Regions from separate parts of the Mus musculus genome. Here all the other regions are linked to region 1. Evidence: chromatin contacts called from public HiChIP or PLAC-seq and promoter capture Hi-C data. All regions are on one chromosome and are shown on one strand. The core of a region is the stretch at or near the end of the contact, and the rest is flanking DNA. Distances in the headings are between cores, read along the strand shown. Region 1 holds the start of Vps4b (vacuolar protein sorting 4B). Region 2 has its middle 8.4 kb from the start of Gm41928. Region 3 overlaps Bcl2 (B cell leukemia/lymphoma 2). Region 4 has its middle 73 kb from the start of Gm41928.

What was found. Promoter capture Hi-C pulls out the DNA fragments that hold promoters and counts their contacts. HiChIP or PLAC-seq counts read pairs in DNA pulled down with a chosen protein or histone mark.
Region 2: a promoter capture Hi-C map of pre-B cells shows a contact between it and region 1. The contact joins the enhancer-like site here to the promoter of Vps4b in region 1. A contact is called at or near these places in 8 of 39 promoter capture datasets (the 3T3-L1 cell line, the C10 cell line, cranial neural crest and 4 more), 1 of 15 datasets of contacts at CTCF or cohesin (the NIH/3T3 cell line), 3 of 484 Hi-C or Micro-C datasets (the Ba/F3 cell line, bone marrow-derived macrophages and group 2 innate lymphoid cells), 15 of 115 datasets of contacts at active chromatin or transcription factors (the 230-238 cell line, bone marrow-derived macrophages, cardiomyocytes and 9 more) and 4 of 9 other capture datasets (adipose tissue, liver, macrophages and 1 more).
Region 3: an H3K4me3 HiChIP or PLAC-seq map of bone marrow-derived macrophages shows a contact between it and region 1, with 4 times the contacts expected there. The contact joins the enhancer-like site here to the promoter of Vps4b in region 1. A contact is called at or near these places in 8 of 39 promoter capture datasets (the C10 cell line, cranial neural crest, liver and 4 more), 1 of 15 datasets of contacts at CTCF or cohesin (the NIH/3T3 cell line), 1 of 484 Hi-C or Micro-C datasets (group 2 innate lymphoid cells), 14 of 115 datasets of contacts at active chromatin or transcription factors (the 230-238 cell line, bone marrow-derived macrophages, cardiomyocytes and 7 more) and 4 of 9 other capture datasets (adipose tissue, embryonic stem cells, liver and 1 more).
Region 4: an H3K27ac HiChIP or PLAC-seq map of extraembryonic endoderm stem cells shows a contact between it and region 1. The contact joins the enhancer-like site here to the promoter of Vps4b in region 1. A contact is called at or near these places in 4 of 39 promoter capture datasets (3T3-L1-derived adipocytes, cranial neural crest, hematopoietic stem and progenitor cells and 1 more), 1 of 15 datasets of contacts at CTCF or cohesin (the NIH/3T3 cell line), 8 of 115 datasets of contacts at active chromatin or transcription factors (bone marrow-derived macrophages, embryonic stem cells, extraembryonic endoderm stem cells and 3 more) and 1 of 9 other capture datasets (liver).

What each region holds. Positions count from the first base shown.
Region 1 is chr1:106,793,642-106,798,276 of GRCm38.p6, forward strand. Vps4b (vacuolar protein sorting 4B) reads right to left here and starts at 3,084. Exons shown (of 11, transcript NM_009190.2): 1 at 2,780-3,084. The coding sequence starts at 2,806.
Region 2 is chr1:106,513,093-106,517,387 of GRCm38.p6, forward strand. No RefSeq gene overlaps it. Among named protein-coding and RNA genes, the nearest start is that of Gm41928, 8.4 kb to the right of the region's middle. Within about 2 kb of position 2,664, at least 85 of the 459 cell types and tissues checked have an H3K27ac peak or open chromatin away from gene starts, as enhancers often do. A contact at or near this core is called in the 230-238 cell line, the Ba/F3 cell line, group 2 innate lymphoid cells and 1 more, where this site is marked.
Region 3 is chr1:106,538,574-106,543,182 of GRCm38.p6, forward strand. It overlaps Bcl2 (B cell leukemia/lymphoma 2), which reads right to left. Exons shown (of 2, transcript NM_009741.5): 2 at 1-4,609. Among named protein-coding and RNA genes, the nearest start is that of Mir3473f, 5.8 kb to the right of the region's middle. Within about 2 kb of position 1,783, at least 7 of the 459 cell types and tissues checked have an H3K27ac peak or open chromatin away from gene starts, as enhancers often do. A contact at or near this core is called in bone marrow-derived macrophages, where this site is marked.
Region 4 is chr1:106,448,507-106,452,690 of GRCm38.p6, forward strand. No RefSeq gene overlaps it. Among named protein-coding and RNA genes, the nearest start is that of Gm41928, 73 kb to the right of the region's middle. Within about 2 kb of position 1,440, at least 21 of the 459 cell types and tissues checked have an H3K27ac peak or open chromatin away from gene starts, as enhancers often do. A contact at or near this core is called in extraembryonic endoderm stem cells, where this site is marked.

The DNA of each region.
Region 1 (4,635 bases), core at 1,834-4,333:
CTACCTGGCCTTCAAAATAAAACTTTGACGAAGCATTGTAATTTAGAGGCTGGAGAGATGTTCCAGGGATTAAGAACACTGGCCTTCCAGAGGTCCTGCATTCAGTTCCCAACACCTGCAGGGTAGCTCACAATCATCTATAACTTCTTTTCCAGGAGATGCAATGTCCTCTTCTGGCCTCCATGGGCATCAAGAACACACATGGAACACAGGCATAAAGCAGGCAAAATACCCATACACATAAAATACAATAAATTGTAATTTTACAATAAATTTTAATTTAAAATACATGCAGACATATGAAAATAAGGAAGGAGCATAAACACTCCAATAGGGAAAGAGTATAGGCATGGGGCTAGTGAGCTACCACAATAGGTAGGGAATAGGTAAGGATGCCTGCCACAGTAGGTAGGGAGTAGGTAAGGACGCCTGCCACAGTAGGTAAGGACGCCTGCCACAGTAGGTAGGGAGTAGGTAAGGACGCCTGCCACCAGGACTGATGACCTAAGTTTGATTCCTAGGAACCATTCAACAGAAAATGAGAACAAACTCCAAGTTGTCCTCTGACCACCCACAAATGCTATGGCACATGCTCACACACACAAGGACGGACGGATGGATGGACAGATGGAGGGACAGACTGATGGGGGTGGGATAGTTTTATATGGACAGCAAACATTTAGGAGTGGTTTGCCTTTGGTTTTAACTTTATGTTCTCTGCAAGGTTTTTATTACATTTCTGCGATTTTTCTCTTCCTGGAAAGCATTCTTCTTCAAGTACACAGAATTTTACAGGGAAAGAAAACCACAAGCATATAAGCACACAGACCTGGATTCAAAGCTAACCCCAACACTAATTTACGGCATCTCTCTTTGGGCACACCACCACCTCAAGAAGTTCGAGTTTCTAATACTGTGAAAATGGAATAACACTGGCCTTGAAGAGCTGTCCTGAGGAGTCAATGAGATCACATCAAACACTGAGCCAATCACAGTCGGTGCCTATTTTATCTGAGATCTCAGCACCTTCGAGAAACATGTCTTACTTATCCTAGGAAGAGTGAGATACACCCTTCTGGGATGCCAGCTCACACTAACCTCTAATTCTGTTATAATCTTATGGAATTGTATTTAAATTCTGGTGGCATTTTGTTGTTGTTTGCTTTCTTGGTTATTTGCATTCCGCATTAGATTAAAAGCATCTATTTACAAAGATTTTTATTTTGTTCCTTGGGGAAATTACTCATTTAACAATTCTTTATCAAAATTTTCTTGGTTAGAAAGCTGAAAAGTCTGATGGAGAAAAACCACAGTGGAACTAACCACTAACACAACTGTAGCTCAACATCCCTCCTTCTTACCACTCACAGCTATACTTTTAATATTTTTCAGTCTCTAACTGGCTCACTGAAGAACATCCAACAATCCAATTAACATACAATGCATTCTGGTTACAGAATCAAACTACAAATGTTGAAAAAGAAAGATGAGTACCACAAATGAAATTATCTTTAATATCCACAGGAAAGCCGTTATCAATCAACGAATACATTCACAAAAGCAAAATCATCAACAACAAATCCACTAACCACCCCACAAAACAACCAAAACAAAACCCCAGCATTTTCCGAAAAGGGCTACAAAATATAAGGTTACAAAAACTCTGTGGAAAAAAAAATATACATACAGATTAATAGTGAACTTACTCTTAATTCTTAAAAATGAGCCATGGCTGCATTTAGACTTTATAAAAGAGAGCAATCATTCATAATCTTTTAGGTTGAGTTTCAGGATAAGACCCACTAGACAAACCTCTACTCCCCGTCTTGGTGTGGAGTGATCCCTATTCAAATGCCCTTCCTTTGGGTGGAATTTCTTCAGAATCAATTATCCTACGTTAAGGAAATATGTTTACATTATCATTGTTACTTATATCAGACACTGAACAAATACCTATTTGACTACCAGAAGACCAATATTTAAGGGTACTTTGTCCTACTCCTTGGTAAGAAACTAACCAACCTATTTGGCTAGAAGTCTTGGTTATTCTTCTGGACCCCATGGACGAACCAAGGATGATGGGAGACGGCGTTACAAACATTTGCCAATGCACACCGTTCCACGAAGCAGCAATAACCCCTTTCTAACATTATCTTAGGAATCCGAAATGTACCTAGAAAACACTTTTTGTTTTTGTTTTGCGATGAGGGCGGGAAAGTGAAGATACAGATTAAAATACTCCCTGATCTTAAATTCAGTAATTCGGGAGAACATACTCTTAATGAATTCATGGGGATGGTGCCAACAGGCTCGCTCTAACCTAAGGTTCTTGGCCTATTCACCGGATACCTGGACGTCTTTGTTTATCAGCGTAAGGAACTGAGAAGGCAAACCTTATTCTAAACTGGTCCGGAGTACTGCTTTGGGAAAAACAATAACAAAAACAAACAAACAAAAAAAAAAACCCTTTTCCTTTCTTCTTGGTGGACAGACTGGAGATCTTCCTGGTTGGAGAGATCGGCCCAGTTCGGCCCAAACTCCGCTGTTTTGTTTTCCAATCTCACAAGCAAACCAAGAGTCCCACAGACCTTGAGGCTGAGGCGATGCCAAGGCCGGCCCCGCTGGGAAGCGCCCCTTCGCCCGGGTCCCGTCTGCGCGGGCCCGCCCTCCTCCGCCGGGGACAGGGGCGCGGCCGCTTCTCAGTCCCCCGCCCCCACTCCTTCCCCGCGGGCTCCGGCTCTCCAGAGGGGCCCAGAGGAGCCCAGAAGGACCGCGGTACCTGCAGGTTGGTGTTCGTGGACGCCATGGTGGAGATCCGAGGGGTCCCCTACTACAGACAAGGCCCGCAGCAGCGCCGTCGAGTCGCGCCCGGGTCACCACCGCAAACCGTGCGGAGGCTGGCGGCTCTGAGACCCCCCCAGCGGCAGCCCCAGCTCCGGAGCCGTAAATCCAGCAGGAACTCCAGCAGCCACCCGACCCTCCGCACAAAACTTCCGTAATTTCGAGCCCCTTAGGGCTCTGGTCCCGCCTCTGGCCCGGGCACTTCCGCTTCGTCATCCGCACACGCGCTAACCAGTCACCCAGGATGCGTTTCGCCACAAATGAACTCTCGCGAAATGAGAACAGGAAGCCGAGATGCGGAAGTCAGCCTAAAGGCATGTGGGGGATTCTGGAGTGAAGTCTGGTGCTGGAGAGGGACGTCAGTTGTTAAAACATAAAAGTGTGACAAAAGTGTGTAGCTCAGCTAATGTATCGGACATTAACATTTTAGTTTTAGTAAGCAATAGTACAGTCATTTCAGATGCTATTAAGAGAAAGCTGGATGACAAGTACGTTGGAATTCGAAAATTCTTTTTGCAACTCTTGTGCAAGCGTTTCAAACTAAGGTTTTCTTTTCGAAATTATTGCTATCTGCTCCTTATATTCCAGCACAATAAAATACCTATTGTGTATATAAAATGGTAAAATGTAAATGGAGCCTTCACCCCTACTGTCTAGTGTTTACGGTACTGGGAGGTACTTTGCACAGAACCAGAGGAGAAAGGTAACCATCACCCAGCTACAAACCGTGGGACCTACAGTGGTGAGCTGCTTGCAGATAGGCTGGCTCAATACTGGCACAAATGTAAGAATAGCCAGCCACTCTCTGGTTGGATATAAGACCCAGCTATGGGATGGAACAAAACTGCTTGGGTAGCCATGAACTTTAGACTGGATAATCATGGTCTTAGGAGAAAACCACATACTGTTGTTCTGATTAAAAAAAAACACACACAGCAATAAAAATGACTCCCAACAACATTCTGCTACACCCATAGATCAGTGATTCACTCTCCAATCATCAAAGGAGTTTCCTCTTGTAGTATATGGGAACTAACCAGAGACCCGGAACTGAACAGTCAGTGTTCAGTGAGAGACCTAATGGGCTATCTTCATCCCTCCACCCCAGAGCAAAGAAATCTAGAAGAGGAGGAAAGACTAAGAGCCAGAGGAGTTTGGAGGACTCCAAGGAAGCAGAGTCACAAAAGGACTGAAGAGCAGAGTTCAAGTCAGATGGGGTCCCAGCACCGAAAGGGGGAAGTGGATGAGCGCTCCCACCCTAACCAAGAAACTATCTGCAATGACACTCACTTGCAAAGGAAAAATTAATTTTCTCCAATGAAACCTTAACGGGTATATAAACCACGCTTAAGGACAGGTCCTAGGCCGACACAAACAAACTCAAAGGTATTTTTGTAGACTTTTTGTCTCATACTTTGAACATTCTTTTCTACCTTGTCTTTTTCCTGTATGTTGTAGTTTCTAATTTTGTGCTTTAATGTAATTTTTGTGTGCATGTGTTTCTTTGGGTTCTTTTTCTTCCTGTTTGCTTTCTAAAGAGAGAGAAAGCAGAACATGAAGGTGGATGGGTGGGAATGTGGAAGGGACCTGGGAGGAGTTGGGGAATGAGAAATCATAATCAGGATATATCATATGGAAAAACTTTTCAATAAAAATAAGATGGAAATGGAATTCTTTATGTGCATAAAGGTTTACAAAATACTTGTGTACATATTTTATCTTACTGAATTCTATGAGAAATGTGTCTGATTTTTATAACTGAAGCTAATTGGGTGATCAAGAAAGCCCATTGCA
Region 2 (4,295 bases), core at 1,414-3,913, 280 kb before region 1:
TTAAAATTCTGCATAATCCCACCCAAGGAAGACTGTAAGAAGAGCTCACAGTTCCGCAGTGTAGCTTGCATTACTTCTAACAAGGTTTGGGTCTCAGGTGACACTAAAGGTGACTATGGAGGTATATGTACAAGGAAGCCATCTTATAATTAATTGGTTAGATTTAGGAATTTAACTGCAAAAAGCTTCAAAGTTTCTATGAGAAAAAAAATAATACTACAAACAAGTAGAGATGTGGTATATGATACACATTAGAGCCAAAGGGATAATTCCTTCCTATACAAAGAGCTCTGTAAAGTGAACAAAACAACAAAGAACCCAGTGGAATGCTGTTAAACCAGTTTTACATTTACCCTTTGATTTAATTTACTTGTGATTTTCATGCAGTTTTATTTTATGTGGCTAAAGCCCCATGCTTTCTATTACATGGTTGGATAGCCTGGTTCACACACACACACAAAAAAAAATCAAGTACTGAATTCTGTGCTACCATAGGCTTTGGGAGGAGGGGGAGGGTCTGTCCTGCTTTCTTATACCTATTGGATAAAGAGCTTTTCTGCCTGCCTTTCCTGGAGGGAGGAAGCCCGCTGTGACTAAGTGGACTTACATAACTAACTGCTGACTGACAGTGGTCCTCACTTCCGAGACTCACAGAAATGACATCCTTTGACATCCCAGGGCCACACCCATAAACAGGTCCCCATTCCGAAGTATATAGGTTTAACAGTACTTTCTGACCCATCTGTGATGTCTTTTTTTCTCAAAGTACGCTCACATTTTCCTAAATAATTAGCTAGTTAATCCCAGTTCCATTTTGTGAGTGGTCTTTCCATTCCCCACTGATGTGTGGCATAAACATTATCATGCATTAAATACTCATGCATGCTAAAAATAAAAAGTCATCTCAGCTCAGCGTTGTACATTAATCTGAGGCACTCAGAGGTAGTGTTTGTGAAATTGGAATGTCCTTCCTCTCCTGTCCTCCCCAGAGACAGAAAACAGAGGGAAGGAAGCCAGGCAAACATTAAACAACGTTGGCTGTGCTGGATCGTGTTTATGCCAGGAAAAAAAAAAAAAAAAAAAAAAAAAAAAACAGAATAAGATTGCATGATTTAAAGACTATTATGCCGCTGAAAGAACCTAAAAAATGAGCTGCTCTCTCTTTGGTACTTACTCCACACCCAGCTCTGTGAGAACAGTTTCGTGATGCTGTCAGTCCCATGACCACCCATGATGAGGTGTTTTGTACCATTGCCTTGATTTTAGACCTGAGAATGTGTGGCTTCTCCTACGTCTGTCAGAAGGGAGCCTCCCCAAGATGCAGCAAACCCAGCCAGTCAGCGAGGCACTGTGATGGTTCTTTGTCTGAGCTATTCTTCTCAACAAAGACATCAGACAATGACAAGCACAACAAAGACAATCCTGGTAGAGCAACAATGGGGCTGGGATGTAAAATGATGCACCCAGGCATTTCTGTGGGTCTCAGAAGTGAGGACCACTGTCAGTCAGCAGTTAGTTATGTAAGCCCTGAAGTCACAGCAGCCTTCCTCCCTCCAGGAAAGGCAGGCAGAAAGCTCTTCATCCAATAGGCTTAAGAAGGCAGGACAGAACCTTCCCATCCCCCTGAAACCCCATGGTAGCCCAGATAATTCAGTACTTGAATTTTTGTTAAACCTACTTCTCTTAATTATGTTTCTATTGCTGGGATAAACACCACAAATAAAAGCAGTTTTCGGAGGAAACCGGCTGATGGTCCATCATGAAGAGAACTCGGCACAGGAGCTCAAGGTAAGAACCTAGAATCAGGAACCGAAGCAGAGGCCATGAAGGAACATTGCTTACTGGCTTGTTTCCCATGGCTTGCTCGGCTCACTCTCTCTTATGTTTCACACCCACCTGCACAGGGGTGACACTGCCCCTACGAGGCTGGGCTCTCCCACATCAATCATTAATTAGGAAAATGGCTCACAGGCTTGCCTCCAGGCCAAGGTGATGAAAGCATCTTCTCACCCACGGTTCCTTCTTTCTAATGATGTCTAGATTAATGTCGGATTGACAAAAACCAACATGCACACTAGTAGACTTTTGGGGTGTTTACATTGCTTAGAACTAACTATTCATTTACCTGTTATTTGTTGATTGTCTCCACAGTCCAACCAGAGGCCATACTGTGGAGACATATGGTAAGGTCCTCAAATGACCCTGGGACACACACAGGTCCAAGTCAAGGCTATGGGAAGTATTATGAAGGCAACATGGATCCTGGCTGTCAAGGGCCACGTTCTTTCTGAGTTTAGGGTTCTGTTGGTAGTACAGAAGAAGCATGCCAGGGATTTAGGTCACATATTGAGAATCTTATGACTCTGAAGCCTACTTTGTTACTTCCTTCCATCTAAGTACTAGTTAGGCTCAACGCTGCCCAGCTTCCAAGCCCAGTATGTTCAGAGTGGCTGGGCTGCCCTAGACTTATAATGCTGGCTGGCTGTACAGTAAGCACAGCCTCTCTCACCTCTTGGTATTCCTGCATAGCCACCCCCTCCGTATCCCTGCACAGACCTCCCCTCCCCCCCCCGTCAGTATCCCTGCACAGCCTCCCCCACCCTCAGTATCCATGCCAACCCCAGAGATGAGTGATTTGCTCCAGTTTTGTCAGTTCAAACCACATCCTGCCCATTTCCACTTTCCACAACCGGCTCATGACACCGGTGACTCTAAGATGTGGCAGGCTTCTGGGCCAAGAAACAGCAGAGATCTGTTTCGCAGAAGTGAAAATCATCTAGTGGTCACCCATCAGGTAAGCTTTCCCTCCCCAAGTCCCCCATCTGCAGATGAGGCTGACACTCAGCCTGCGGTCACCAACTTAACCATAGCTTTCCCCTAAAGGAAAGTTAAGCCTGAGGCAGGAAGGTCAGTGGTGCACTCACGAAGGAGCTACACTCATCTGGTTCAAGGCCTGAAGCCAAGAATGTAGCCTCCCATAGTTGGTAAGGACACAAAGAGAGCATCTCTTCACTTTACAGATGGGGGTGGGGGGAGTTAGTTCAGGGGCCAGACTGATAGAGGCAGAAGCTAAGCTGGAACCTCAGTCAAGTTCACTCAAAGACAATCAGTTTGGCCCAGGTCTGTGAGTTATCATTGAACTGAGGAGTTAGGTGACCAAACGATGCATCTCATAGCTGGACACTGTCTATTAAAAGCCAGCAGAAGGGCAGTTACTAGTTTAGCAAACAGCACAGAAGTCATGCTTAAGGTGTTAGGTGATCAAGGACACCAATACAAATAAACATTTTAAGGCCGGGTAGGGTGGCACACACCTGGACGTCCTGGCAATGAGGAGGTGAGGACGGGAGGATCATGAGTTCAAAGGTAAAATGAGCCATCTATCAAAAGTGTACCTTTAAAAATCAAAATAGAAATCAGAATAAATAATTTGAAGGAATTTAACACTTGAAGTGGAAGAAAAAGAGGAGGATGGGGAGACAGAAAGCAGAAGAGGAGAGGCAGGAGATGACAAGATGCAACACTCAGGAGGTCATTCTGGGCTAAAGAGGTGGCTCAGTGGCTTTTCCAGAGGATTCAGGTTAGCTTCCCAGTACCCATGTCAGGTGGCCTCACAGCCAGCTCAAGTCCACAGACATGAGACCAGACACCCTCTTCTAGCCTCAGTAGACATCTGCATACATCTACAAATACCTTTATACTCTCTCTCTCTCTCTCTCTCTCTTTCTCTCTCTCTCTCTCTCACACACACACACACACACACACACACACACACACACAGACAATTTACAATTTTTAAATAAATAAGTCAATTAAAAAGTTGTCAAAGAAGTCATCATGAAAAATAGACCTTTGAAGAATTCTTAATCCTATGATTTGAAGGAGGCGGGTGCTAGGAATGAAACTCATGGCCTTGTCCATGTTAGGCAAAAGCTCTACCACTGAGCAGTTGTTCAGCCCCTTTGCAATTGTTAAATGCATTCGAGCAAGCACTGCCATCTTCTGAATGTTCCGGGAAGAAAACCAATCAATAGTTTGGAAGAACTGTAGCCTCAATCAAGCTTGGGATGTTGGAATCCACAAGACCAGGGATGACCTAGATGGCCAAATGGTCTCCAAATATACAGCCATGACCCCTTGTCCAACAGGCAGTCCAGGCTGGTGAACATACAGGGCCTGTCTCTATGCACACTGACCACAATAAATATTGATTTTCACCAGTGCTGGGTTTCCTTATCTTTCAAGGGTGTGATATGGCCCCTAACTGCTTAACTTATTAACTTGGCTTTCCATTC
Region 3 (4,609 bases), core at 533-3,032, 260 kb before region 1:
GGAAACTGAATCTGCCATCAATCCTTCAGATGTTATCTCGGAGGGGAGGATTTCATGAAGGGAGCCAGCTGGAGGGCCCACTGCAGGTTCCCAAGTGGGAAGGTACAGGCATTGCCGCATAGCCACATGGCCGGCACACTTAACATTCCCAGGATTTCTGATTAGCTAGCTTTTCCATCTTCTGTGACTCTTTTTGTCTTCTGTACTGGACTTGGTGCATGGAACACTGGCTTTATGTTATTCTTCTTAGATATCCAGGATGAAGTGCTCAGGTGCCATCTGCCCTCTACCTGGTTTTCTTCATGCCTGGAGAGATGCACAGTGCACAGATGTCTATAGCGGATTGAATAATTCCCTGGCCAAGGCTAAGGGACTGCCACAATCGTTTACCTAACTCAGTCTCACAATGTTTTACTTAATTCAATCTTATTGAATTTTTTCTATGTTGTGTATAATAAACAGAGAGAAACAGATGTCCCTACCAACTGGAAAGTTGTTGTTTAAATACCCTGTTGGTTAAAATGTCAAACTTACTGTTTAAACACTCATTAGCCATATCCAACTTGAAACATATGCTATTGCTTGACCATATTAAGCCAGACTTTGAACTAGGTCAATGTCCCTGGAGTATAAATGTACCATAGAGCTTCCTTGCTTCTTGCAAAAAGTCCTCAGGCGAACATAACTTTGACCCCCATAAAGGTCCCTCACTTCTCACAGCCTTGATTTTGCTGAAGACCTTCACACCCTGGCCCAATCTAGGAAATGTTCTACTCATGTAAGAATTCTTCATCTCTCCCACCTCATAACAAGTGTCCTTTGTCCCTATAATAATGGCATAGAAAAATCCCTGAAAGACCCAAATTGGGCAACAATACAGATCAGATCAGAGCCTTCATGGGCCCGACAATGGAGAATTGTATTTCTTAAAAAGTGTGTGATCATATTTGTCTGAGCTGCAATAGAGACCATAGTATAAGCTCAGAAGAGAACTTTAGTGGCTCCCTAATTTCCTTAGACTGGCTTATATTTCAACCTTTTCCTGTTATTTTTTCCTGATAGGGTAGGTGTACATTTCTAACTGTAACTGATAAGGAAGTATAGAGACACCCATCACCTTCAAAGCACAGTTAGAGTTGAAGCTCACATTTATGAGTTGTTTTAGTCTAGGCTCCATTACAAACACGGGCTATTCACAATTCTGCCTATTCTATTCAGTGTGGGACCTACACATGTGGGTACTGCCACCCATTATCTACATTCAGTCCTGATTATTATAATCCCTCCTGGCTTATGAGCACTTCCTAAACCCTGCTTCCCCCTTTCCTAGACCCAGCAATGCTCTTAGATGTAATAAATAAGAATATGCCTGTGGAAAAAATGTATGTATGTATGAATAAAGGCCACACCCAAACATCCAGAGACAAGCGAGCTGGACAGGATGGAGGGTTTTACTTGAACTACATGAAAGTGCTCCCTTAACTGTGGCTCTCATGGACATCTCAAGCCTTCACGCAAGTTCAGGCCCTGAGGAATCACTGAAGATCAACCTCTCTGTTTTTTTTGCCATCTCTCAGAGAGCCTGGGCGGGTACTGGGGCTCTGGAGGGCATTGGGCTGCTCTTCTCGATGGCTCTCTCTGAGTCTCTCAGCCCACTTCTACGTCTGCTTGGCTTTGATTGATGGAGAGATTTCAAAGCTTACAGAGGAGGTGAGATTTGGGTGTGAAGCCCTTCTGAAATATGAACTACATGCAGATGGCTCTCTGTTGTCTGATTGCAAAATAATTGAGGTTATTAAAAAAAAAGAGGAAGAAAAAGGCTAGTCAAGTCAGATTCTATGTATACTCTTTGCTTCTAACATGTTTTTAACAAGAAAAAAAATTGCATCACCAACTACTTTTAGAGCAAATGCAGCCACAATACTGTCCAGTTCTAGGGTCCAGGGACTTGGAGAATTTGCCATTCAAATCAGAAAACAAAATCCCACACCTGAAGGACTCCTATGAGCTGCTGCTGCTTCTTCTTTTAAATGTATATACATTTTTTTCAAATACTCTACAAATCCAAGTTTGAACAATAGCAACAAAAACAAAAGAGAAACAGGTTTTATATTTAAAATAAATGTCTGTGTTCTTCATCGTTACTTCAAGAAGCAGCTTGAAGGAGCCGGTCACTTGGTGTGTACTGCAAACCGACTCCTCCATTACAATGATCTTGGCAGGATAGCAGCACAGGGTTTCTTATTCCATATTCATCGCGTGGAGAATGTAAACCTTTCACAGGATAATATTTCGCTTAAAAACTAGAATAACTTGAAAAGTTCTGATCATCCTGTTCTCTGAGACCTACTGGGGAGTTCTGGCTCTCCTGCTCTCTCCCTTGTTCTCTCTCTCTCTGCACAGGGAGGCAGGCCTGGGGGACAGGGGATAAGAGGAGTCCTGACACATCTATGCCCAACAGGCCACACAAAGCAACCCTCTGAAGGCCCAGCTGCTAGAGCCAGGTCCTAACCCCTTGCTCTGCTTCCCATCTGGATTTCTAAGTGAATGAACATCATGGGTTTAACCAAACATGCATGAAATCCTAGGTAACTTGAGTTAAATGCTGAATCGTCCAGGGACAAGTAAACCTGGAAGAAACAAGGTCGAGTGGGCAACAGCTATATCCATCATGATAAGCAATCCCAGGGTCTGTCCCGGCAGAGGGGTAGGCTCCAACAGCACAGCGGAGGGAACAGGCAAGCCCAGCTCCATCGGTTCCTCGCATCTCTCTAAAGCTGTTCCCACCTTTTCAGAAATGCTTTTGAAGAATCAAGAGACAAATACCTCAAATGGAAAAAGTATCTTTTTCTGTTTGTGTGACTAACAAACATTCTAGAGGTCATAACTAAATACAATTTAAACAATGCTGAGATGCATGGATTCTTTTTGAAAGCAGCTTTTGAAATATCAACCACAGCAATAAACATTGAGTGAAGTACATTCCAACGTTAATACAGATGAATGGTACAGGGTGTGATAATGCCCCAAAGGTAATTCCACAAATACCCCCATGCTAATTCTGAACTTGGGGAAAAAGTGGTTCCCCTTTCATTAGCTGGAAATTTCATCACTTCTTTTGTTATTCCTCCATAATATACCATCTTTTTTTTTTTTTTTTTTTTTTTTTGGCCCCAGGATGTATAGATAATCTCCACATTCCATACATTCCTGAAACTTTTTATTCTCTCTCTCTGTCAGATTTTCAAATAGAACCAAACTACAAGATAATGTTTTACATGTAAATCCATAGACACGGGTCATCGACTCCGTGAGCCTCGCTTCACTGCCTCCTTAGGATTTTTGGCCAAAGTAACTTAAAGCCTTGCCTTAAATGTGACAGCACTGCCAGCAGGTACCTGTGGCCACCTAAAGCTCCGCCGGGCTTCTTCTTCTGTGTGGTGGTCTTCCTGCCTTCACTATGCCCTCAGGCAGGATGGGCACTACCTGCGTTCTCCTCTCTACAGTGGCAAGTGTCTTAGAAAGAGCAGTTCTCCTGCTCCAGACAGGCCCAGCCTGGAGGGCCTGAGGGTAGCAGACCCTGGTGAGTCTCTATTATATTGCTCTTTCTTACTGGGTAAGTCTGAGCTCAGAGACCAGCTGCTCTGTTCCAAACCCGGTGAGGAGGCTGGTGAGGGCCACACTCAGGGCAGGCTGCCCAGGCCAAGTTGCTGAGCCACAGGGAGGTTCTGCAGATGTTGGTCTCCATAAAGCAGGCACTTGTGGCTGCCTGAAGCGCTAGGTGACCCCATTCTTCCTGATGCTGAAGAAGTCGTCACACATCCACTTCCTGGAATCCAGAAGCCTTTGTTTCCTCCTCAGACAGAGTGAGTATTGGAGGAGGGGGTGTGCGTATCCAAAATATATGATTATCTACAGTCAGGGCTTAAGGTACTGGATGATATTGTATAAACTGCTAAAATGCTTCTCGGCACAATTGGTAGCTTAAAAAAATAATTTCCTATGATTAAGGGCATTTTCCCACCACTGTCTTTCAGCAGGGAAGTCTCAGTGGGTACCAAGTTCATCTGAAGTTTCCAGCCTTTGTCCTCTGACTGGGTATGTACCATGTGAGTCATATACAAAAGTCCCTTCTCCAGTCCATGGAAGACCAGGCTTTCTTGTAGGCACCTGCTCCTTCTAGCATCCTGGCCCCCAGGGCCAGTATATAGAGATCACATTGAAGCCTTCTTCAAAGCTTCTAGCAGCCAGACTGCAGGCTTCCCCAGCCGTCAGGGTCCTGTGCCACTTGCTCTTTAGATGGTGGGCCAGTTTGGCCAATATTGAAAACAGATCCATGACCACAGGCACAGGCCAGCAGGTGGAGCCACACGTTTCTTGGCAATTCCTGGTTCGGTTTTCAAAGCCTGGAGTTTCGGTGGAACTGTCTTAAATAAATAAATCTTTTTTTTCCTAAATAATGTAAAAAATAAATGATATTTCCCTTTGGCAGTAAATAGCTGATTCGACCATTTGCCTGAATGTGTGTGTGTGTGTGTGTGTGTGTGTGTGTGTGTGTGTGTGTGTGTGTGTGTGTTCTGCTTTAAAAAAAGATCACAACTTTGTTTCA
Region 4 (4,184 bases), core at 190-2,689, 350 kb before region 1:
AAGTCTACCAAAGAATTAGGACAAATAGGAGAATAAAATCAGAGAAAGAAAAAATAGTAGTAAAAGCAGACATTCATGAAGTAGAAAAATACACACAAAAGAAAATCAACAAAGGCAAACATTCTTAGAAAAGAAACCAAAATAAACACCTCACAACATTGATCCATCAACATGAAGTAGGAACTTAGTGGTGGGTAAATTATAATTATGAATGCTGTAAGCATGAAGTGGGAGAAGGCCGCTGTAAGCCACAGCTGGTTCTGTTGCAAGCCTGTGACCTTGGGGAATACACTCTCTTCTGTCTGTCTGACACAGCTCCGATCTCAAATGGCTCTGGAACAGTTTAATAGAGTTCATTAAAAGGCACAGTCTAGTGATCTGGAGGGATCTGGGAATCTGCATTGACAACATGGTCCGCAGTGATACAGAAGATACCTGCCTGCTTTTTCATGGGTTAGGCTACCCGCTGACTACTCATTCCAAATTTCCTAATTTCTTCCTATATCACCCACAGATGGTAAAGCTGAGATTCACCAAAGTCAAACCCTAAATAACCATCAAAGAACAGAAAGAAAATAATAGAAAAACCTCCTATCACCCTCTAAATCTACTACAGGACACACTTAGGATATCACCTGCAATCAAGCCCCATTCTCTTTTCTCCTCCTCCTCTCCTCTTCCTCCTCCTCTTCTTTCTTTTCTTCCTCTTCTTTCTTTTCCTCTTCCTCTTCCCTTTCTCCTCCTCCTCCTCTCTTCTTCCTCCTCCTCTTTTTCCTCTTCTTCCTTTTCTTCTTCTTCTTTCTCTTCTTCCTTTTTCTCTTCCTCTTCCCTCCTCCTCCTCTTTGCTTGTTTTGTTTAGATGAAGCAATTCTATGTTATAGGAGATGTGCCGATTGAAAGCTCACATATCGACATGGTCCATGCCAATAAGGAAGTAGGGTGATGCAGTCACCTTTTGCATCCATTGGCAATAGCCACTTGAACACATTTCCTTTTCTAATTACATAAGCGGAATTTCTATTTGTCTTCACACAATGCTTCAGAGGCATATCTTAATTATTGCAACATTATTAGCAGTTGAATAAGAAGTCAGTTTGATATTCGGGAAATAAAAGTCTTACATAAAGCTTTCTAGAGCATGAACTTCCTCTGTGTAAGTCAAGGAGAAATTGATTAAGTCATTTGCTTGAGTGCACAGAATGATAATTTTCTTTCATTTAAAATGTCTAACAGCAGTAAGAATTGTCATCATAAATCTTTAAGTCCTAAGCTAAAGGAGAAAATGCTTATGCAGAAAGATGAACAGGTTGGAAAATATTTGCCCTGACTGAATCAAGACCTGAGAGAAGGTATGTTGTCAACATGAGCCAGCTCTGGGGTGAGGGTGTGTGTAGACAATGTCCACCATTGTCTTTTCCCAGCCACCCCAGGAACTCTGAAGACTACGCCCCTACAAGGAATGTTCCTACCAAGATCAGCTAAACCTGCTCCCTTGATCCAGCAGTACTCGATAAATCCTGCCTCCTTGCTTATCTGTATGTAACACCTTATCTGTATGTAATCAACTTTGTTCAGCTGTTTGCAATAACCCTGCTTCCTTGTTCAACTCTGTGTAACTAACATGCTGAGTTTCTGGGGTTCTGCAGTTTCTCCAACAGAGCCCAGACCACTCCATCACAGCTGGGTGCTGAGAATGGAACCCAGATCCTCTACAAAAACAAGTCCTTTAAACTGTGGAACAGTCTGTCCAGCCTCCAACGTCCGGTTTTCTGGAACCTTCCTTCTTCATCGTGAAATCTTAGCAGAGATATTGGTGATGGAGGGCTAGTTATACATGGGAAAGTTGGCAAATTATTTTCCATGAAATCCAAGATAAAAATAGATTTAAATGAATCTCCACAGAGCAGAAACACTATAAAAACAAAATCTCCTGGTGGGTGGGGCTGAAGCTTCTGGTGACCAGACCAGAGACAAAACAGTGGCCTAGGAAGCCTAGTTGTCTGGAGGTCAGAGACCAGGTAGTCTTCTCACCTAGTGAGGGTTTAAAACTATTGTCTTCCAGAAATATAAGCCTGTGCCCAGGCTATCCTGCTAATGGAACTGGAAATGCCCAACTCCCCTGTAGCAAGAAAAGAGTGGTGATCATATTTGGAAGTTCTCTATTTGGAGACTCGATCTGGCTCAGAAGGAAAAACAAAACAAAACAAGAAAATCCCCATCTCTAGTCTGTGTACCCAGCCAGCAGAACTGAAACATTTAGAAACTTCTAGAAAGTTTGCAGCAGTGGAGGAAATGCCAGTGTAAGAAGAAAGTGCAAGACAAACTGGAGATATAGGTGAGCAAAGAGAGAATGAAAAAAGAATAGCAGACACATCTGGGAGGATCTGCCTCCCCCTCCAGCAGCACTGTCACACAACAACTGCTGCTCCCAGCCCCCAGCTGCCCCAGTGATAGAAACCAGAGTCTCCTGAAAATGTCCTCTTCAAATGGGAAGGAATGGCTGGGACCCTTCTTCCTGATTGAGGGAGCAGGAGGAAAGCCATGAGCCATGTATTCCACATGGCTGCCTATTTCCTCTGCTTGCTCACCTATGTGATAAGATGACAGTAAAAAGCAAACTTAGAGGATGGCATCAGTAGAGGACAGAGCTCAGTGAACATTTGCAGAAAGTTGACTGAGCAGGACTGAGGGGCCACTCTGAGGCACATGCAGAATATGGCTGTTGTCTTTAGGACATGGAAGGATGCCTTTGGATTCCTTAAGTCCCTCCAGAGAAAGTACCCCACAAGCTGACATTTCATGGTCAGAAGGAATCATCAATACACCATTTCCATGAATATGGAGGCTTCTGGCCAGTCTCTTCAAGAATATGTGACCATGAGCCACTAACAACTGAGGACCTCTGACCACATGAGAACACCCAGCTTGAATAAGTCCAAAAACTAATGCAGAAAAAAGAATAGTTAACAAACAACAACAACAACCCACCCCAAATCCCAGAACAAAACAAAACCAACAATGAAATTTCAAAACAGGACTAAAATGATATAAAATGAAAATACATAAGAGTGGCCCTTGGAAACTTAACTTGTTATTCCTTTATTGTTGTGTGTAGGTGCACTGCGTGTGTGCCTTGGTGTGCATGTGGAGAGTAGTTAGGGCTGGAATCAGGTTTCTCCTGCCACTTTGTCAGGATTGAACTCAAGGGCTCAGGCATAAAGTACATAAAGGCTCAAGTCTCTGCCTGCTGAGCCATCACACTGGATCTGAAATTTTAAAATGAGTAAAGTTAAAATTAAAAATGAAAATATTCCATGTGGGGATCAGAACATAATGCTATATAAATTAATATGAATGATAAAAAGAGTCTATGGGAGGAAAGAGGCATGGGAGCTGATGGGTGTGGTCCCAGCATCAGAGTTAGCAGTATTTCCCAGAGGAGAAACCAGGAAAGATAAACGAAACAACAGAACTCTCTAGAACAGAGACAGAAATCTTCACGCTGAAGCACCAGGGTCAGGGTGGGGCACCACGAGAGGACAGCACTTCAATCGGGTGCTGTGTGGTAAGCAACCAAGATAAAGAAGCATCTAAAAGGAGAACAGACAAATGGAAGCCTGACACCTGGTCCTCCTCGAAGGCTGGAAAAGGTGGGATAATTGCCTGCTGGATATGGAGAAAAGTGAACTGCATCTGATTTGGGTATACTACTGAATCCCCTCAGATCTGGAGAAGAGAATGGTGGGACTTGGAATATCTATCTTTCACTTATTCTGTCATGGAAAGTGAATGGAGTTTATGCAATGGAAAGGTCCAGAAGTCATTCAGTAGGTGGTGGCTTAGTGGTACAGCTCTTTCCTAGAACTCACAAAGCCCTCTGGCTGATTCCCAGTGTGGTAAAATCAAATTATGTAAACTAAAATAAAGGTAAATATAAAATAGTAATCTAAGAGGAAGGACACATTAAATTGAGGAAAGGGTTGATGCAGCCTGAGACACATCTGTCTTAGATGTTTTGGAAACACAGAAGAAGCAAGCCACATGGAAGCAGGGATGCTGACTTGGTTTGAATGAGCTGTCCCCCATGTTCTCTGCTATTTGACTACTTGGTCCCTAGGTGGTATGGTTGATGGGGAGCATTCTGGGTGTGTGGCCTTGCTGGAGGAAGTGCATCACTGGGGGTC